Linked DNA regions of Mus musculus: region 2 is linked to region 1. The links are chromatin contacts, called in public HiChIP or PLAC-seq maps. All regions are on one chromosome and are shown on one strand. Each heading gives the region's core, a stretch centred on a gene start, on an enhancer-like site or on the middle of the called end of the contact. The rest is flanking DNA. Distances are from core to core; before and after follow the strand shown.

Region 1 (2,700 bases), core at 166-2,665:
GCAGGCTTCTTTTTATCCTCCAGTTTATGTTTAGGCCCTGCACCTGTGCAGACAACCTTTGTTGATGACCACTCAGAGAGACAAACGTTACCTCGGAACCTTCCAGATCCTTCCCACCTCCACCTCTGTCAGAGTCCTCTGGATATTTTTACAGACATGGGAGTAGATGCCTGTATCCTCTCCTTCCTAATTGACCAGTGGGAAGGGATGCCTGTTCGTGGTGTTTTCTTTGACCAATAAGATACTTAATAAATTCCTAATATTATCTTGCCCGTATCCACCATTCAAAGAACTTCTGTAGTACCCACTCCCTTTTCCCTCAGTTTTACAACTTGTGAGCAACTGTGATGAGAATATAAATGATCTCGGTGATCTAGAGAATATAGAACACTTTTTTCCCCTCAACTAGAGGAAACAGTGCCAAGGAGAAAGGAAACAAAAATAGGGTCCCAGGCATGATGGGACAGAAACAAAAGCCAACAGTGAATGTCAGATCCAAAAGAGACTCTGATTCCCCAAACGCTAAAAGGCAGCCCACATATCCAGAAATGAGCCGAAGCTGGGTTGTAGGGTTTCTGGTGGTTGGATCAGAGCCAGCACTGCTCAGGATCTGTGAATTGGGAACCCTTTCCCTTACCTCTGGGCACAGAAGGCTACACTTGGCACCTGTCAGCCTATCAAAGCCCATGCTGGTCCCCAGGCTGCCTCCGCATCAGTATAAAGTACCTGTTATACATTTCAAAGTTTCCACCCAGAATCTCCTCACCTCCTCCTCATGCCTAAACTCCCCCAGCGTCCCTCTCTTACTCATCCTTCTCTTTACCTCTGTTCTTGTTATTCTGTGTTCTCTCGCTCTCTCCCTCGCTCTCTCCCGTTCTCTCTCGCTTCCCCTCCCCCCCATCCCCCTCCACCTTTCCCTCTCTGCTATGTTCTCTATCTCTTGTTATCTTGCTATCTCCACTCTTCTCTCCCTCGCTCTCCAACTTCCCTAGCCCTGGTCTACCTCTCTCTCTCTCTCTCTCTCTCTCTCTCTCTCTCTCGCTCTCTCCCTTCCCTCTCTGCTCTGTTCTCTATCTCTTGTTATCTTGCTATCTCCACTCTTCTCTCCCTCGCTCTCTCCAACTTCCCTAGCCCTGGTCTACCTCTCTCTCTCTCTCTCTCTCTCTCTCTCTGCTTTGGCCTCTTCCGGATGCCTCTGGCTGTTCTCTGAAATCTACAATAAAAGTCTTAACCATGTCATGGAGAGGTCATGCCATCCAGTTCCTTTCTTGTGCCCCACTCAAATACAGTGAGGAGGAGAGAACAGGAAAAAGCCAACTTAGAGATGCAGAACGAGCAGGCACTAAGACCCAGCAGAGCCCTCATCTCCAGTCTCCAACCCAGAGCAAACTGACCCCTCCTTTGCCTCTAGCTGTTACTGGCAACAGCTTCTACAGCACCTGGCTTTGGGCCTCTGCAAACTGCCCCGAGCGTCCCAGATCTGGTGGGAAAACTCTTAAGTCTCATTCAGAAATCAGCAAATAGATGACTCTATGATAGGGTGGCTGAAGGTCTGCTCCATTTTCTCTACGATTTGGCTATTGTAGTGCTGGAGGGCAGGGGGTGGGGGTGGAACCCAGGGCCTTGTGTTTAAAGCGTGTTTCCTGCTGCTGAGCCTCACAGCCAGTTTCTTCCCCCACTCTATCAGTTTGGGGACCTTCAGAGTCCGGTGACTTTTGCAAGACCAGCAGAAAGCTTTGCACGTACAACGTGAACATAGGGGAGGAGCTGGATAGGTGGCGGGAGCACTGCGCTGCCACCACAGAAGCCATGTGGATTCAGGACAAACAGCCAAAACCTCTGAGGATGCCCAGCTTCAGAGACAGAAAGAACATGCGCTCCCAGCTCAATCCCAGCCTCCCTCATTTGCATCTTAGGCCCTCCCCTCCCCACCTTGAACCCTAGGAAAGGCTGAGTATCAGTTTCTTTTCTCTGCTCTGGAAAACGTCAAAACTCCTGATGTTTGCCTCGGTGCTAGAATAGATTAAGAAACAAAAAGTAGTGGGAGTGGGTGGGTTATTGAGCAGGGGGATGGGGTGGGGGAGGGTTTCAGAGGGGAAATGAGGAAAGAGAATAGAATTTGAAATGTAAATTAAAAATAATAGTAATAATAGTAATAATAATAATAATAAAACAAAAAGAGCAAGATTTCCCTTCCCCCAGACAACCACTGCCAGGTGCCTACACTTTAGTTACTCACAGCTCAAGTGGCCAAGAGCAAAGGAGTGAGCTTCCATATGGACCTTTCCCAGGTCTACAGACTAGGGAATTGCCCCCTCCCCTTTCCTTCCTGGGAAGTTAAGTGGTTCCAAGGGGTCTTGGCTTAGAGAGGTGGCTTAAGCCTCTGCCCTGGTTCCCCAAGGAGAAACCTCTGTCCAGCCTTCTGAGATGAAGGCATCCACCCCCTAACCCAAAAGGAAAAGGATCCACCACCCTCTTTATTCCCAGTGGAAATAGAAGCTGAATAGGACTCCTCCCCAGCCCCACCCTGCCATGCACACAGTGTTGGTATTCTGTATAAACTCCACCCCCACAGTTCATGGCAGCAGCCAGGTATGCTCTTCCCTACAATTACCTGGCAAGAGCCAGGTAGGCTTGACCCAGTATAAAAGGGGCTGCTTGGCCCCTCCTCTTACCCACTTTAGCTCCTGCCTCTCTCTT
Region 2 (2,700 bases), core at 121-2,620, 160 kb before region 1:
ACCGTTTCCTCCATCTCTTCCCTCGCAAGCAGATCTGATTGGCTCTGTTTCTTTTACTTTATAGGCTCCTGTTTTCCTGTGGGCTGGATATGCTCCCATCTGACAGGCACGTTACCCCTTGTGCTTACATTGTTTTAACCATTACCTGGCTCTTGATAGTCTCTGATTTTGGAGTTCTACCACCCATTCCCTCCCCTGTCCCTGAACTATATATACCCTTGACTCCTGAACATGGAGGTTGACAATTAGTGGAGATCAAGCTTCACAAGTGGAGTGTAAAATGTCCACTTTATTCGTTTGCTTTTTTAAAAAATGGCATTTATCAGCTAAATCAAAATACTTGCACATCCAAATAGCCACTGTAATTAGGCTCTATTAAAATAGCTGCCTCCAAAGAACAGAGATCGTTGGTGTCACCCGTTCTGGCACCTGACTGGACCGTCTTTCCCAAGGCCTTCTGTTCTGCTGTATGCTGGTGTGTAGCTCATCAAAGGAGACGTGAGCGTCAGGGCTGCTTTTCACCCTGCTATTCCAAGCGAGGACTACGTAGGTGTCACAAATGAAGCTCACACGGAAGCAGAATAGGACACTAGTGGCACAGCCACGTGTCTCTGCCTCCCTGTAATGCAGCCTGGCTGGCATCGGCCTTCCGCCAACCCCTTTGCTGCCCCTATCCACCCACGAGCTCTTGTTGGGTCAGAAATGAGATTCTTTGACAGTGCCTGCCTGCCAGACAGACAGCCGATGCTGGGATGTAGAAAGCAAAAGCAAAAGCTGCTTTCTAAATTAAGCCTGGGCTCATTTATAAAAATAAATAGCCACAGCCTAGCAACGTGCTCGCAGCTTAGCTTTCTTCTGTTATGAAACCGCCATGGCTGGGGCCCAGGATGACAGAGTCAGAACAGGACCCCCACACCCTGACTCCTCCCATGTGTAGTAGTCATCCTGGGGAGTGCTGACAGTGGCCCTTGGAGAGCCTTGCTCTTCATTCAGGGTCAATCTAAGGCCAGGCTCCAAGGGCAGAGGGGATTCAAAGCCTCCCAAATATAATGAGTGCCCCCCCCCCCCCCGCTGCCATGAGTGCATGGACTACACTGTCAGTAATAACTATTATCGTCTTCGAACCTTCTCTCTGTCTTATGTCAACAGAACCTCCAGTGATGAGTTCTGCTTGAAAGAAGGACTATGAGAGAAAATAGTGGATGATCTTTTGATCGTAGTCTTGCTGGGACACTCAGAAGTAGAGCCCACAAGACCCTTGGAGACTCATGGGACATGTGGCAGCGTGGTATGAAGGATCTGTTCCTGCCATCAGCTCTCTCAAGCTTTGAAATGACATGTCAAGTCAGAGTGATCCAAGGACTATGGCCACCTATTCTGTGTTGCTAGGATCAGAATGACGGAGCTTCTGGGATATTCTATATGGTCCCTAGTAACCAGAGAATGCCCAAGGTAGCATGTCAAAATGAGTTCAGAGTTGGGTCCCTCCATTACAGTACTAAACAGAGCAGAGATTGGCCTAGAATGTTCTTCAAAAGTCGGTCTTCTTCTAACCTGGCTTAGTCAGAAACAATGGTCAGTAATAAGAAAGTTCTTGCCATAACCAAATATGTGAGAATATATTATTTAACAGGTTTGTTTTTGGAATAATAACATGCATGTGGGAAAAACTAAACAGCAATAAAAAACATAGTATAATAACATCCAGATTCATCTCACAGTGTGCAGTAGATTCCATAGACTCTGTGACAGTTCCCATCTCAGCCACCCAGACTACCAAAGCTTGGGGTCTGAAGTCTGGGCGGAAAAACATGATGAGGATTCAGCCCTAAGAGAATCAGCAAACTGAACAGACTCCCCCTAATCTATAGTGACAGCTCCCTGATGGTGCATAGTGATGCCTCTCTAGAGCAGGAAAACCACAGCAGCAACTCTGCAGGCTACACTCCAACCTGGTGAGACCAGAATGCTAATCGTCCCAACCCAGGTCTCCCGTGTCTGACATGGCTGCTCTGTGACAAGACCCCACTGAGAAGTTGTGTTGGATGTGGTTGCCTAAACAAGGCCAACAAGCTGACACCAGTTGATATACCCCTGAGAGATCATACGACACTAATTGGTCAGCCCTAGACACTCAGGTCTATGACCTTACCTTCTTGCAAACTCAGAACTGATCCACCAGACAGGAGCAATCGAAACTGTGCTTCTGCGTCTGTACTGTATGAGGATCCAACCAACACTACGATGCTCTTCCCTGTCTCTGAGCTCTTTCTACATATCAGCGTCTTGCCTTATGGTGAGTTTGCTTCTGGTGTGAGAAGTGGGACTTCTTTGGCAAAAACTTTGAGGATAGTTTCTGCCTATCAGTGCTTTAGTTTTTGGTCCATCTGAATCACAAGCCTAGATTGTGTGGTGACCTCTGACCAATTAATTCCATAGCTTTGTATGCCAAAGACTTCCAACATTGGTTTCCATAACTATTTCTCTCCCTATCTAATCCCTAGAAAGATCTGGGATTCTAGAATTCCTGAGAAACTCATGTAGTCTCAACCTTTCACTTTGAGGATGGAGACCCAGAGACAGGCAGAGCCAGGTACTTGTTGTGCAAGGGCATCTGCTTAGTTTCACCCACCCTGCCCTAACTTCTTACAGCCTAACAGTGCTTTGACAGTGATTTTCCTAGGGCAACAGTTCAAATTC

What was found. HiChIP or PLAC-seq counts read pairs in DNA pulled down with a chosen protein or histone mark.
Region 2: a contact with region 1 is called in an H3K27ac HiChIP or PLAC-seq map of embryonic stem cells, with 2.3 times the contacts expected there. The contact joins the promoter of 4930431P22Rik here to the enhancer-like site in region 1. A contact is called at or near these places in 1 of 39 promoter capture datasets (the C10 cell line), 9 of 484 Hi-C or Micro-C datasets (the N1E-115 cell line, bone marrow-derived macrophages, cerebral cortex and 4 more) and 8 of 115 datasets of contacts at active chromatin or transcription factors (the 230-238 cell line, SST interneurons, embryonic basal ganglia and 3 more).

What each region holds. Positions count from the first base shown.
Region 1 is chr14:76,597,821-76,600,520 of GRCm38.p6, reverse strand. No RefSeq gene overlaps it. Among named protein-coding and RNA genes, the nearest start is that of Serp2, 42 kb to the right of the region's middle. Within about 2 kb of position 1,415, at least 180 of the 459 cell types and tissues checked have an H3K27ac peak or open chromatin away from gene starts, as enhancers often do. A contact at or near this core is called in the N1E-115 cell line, SST interneurons, cerebral cortex and 6 more, where this site is marked.
Region 2 is chr14:76,758,801-76,761,500 of GRCm38.p6, reverse strand. It overlaps 4930431P22Rik (RIKEN cDNA 4930431P22 gene), which reads right to left and starts at 1,370. Exons shown (of 2, transcript NR_153763.1): 1 at 1,126-1,370.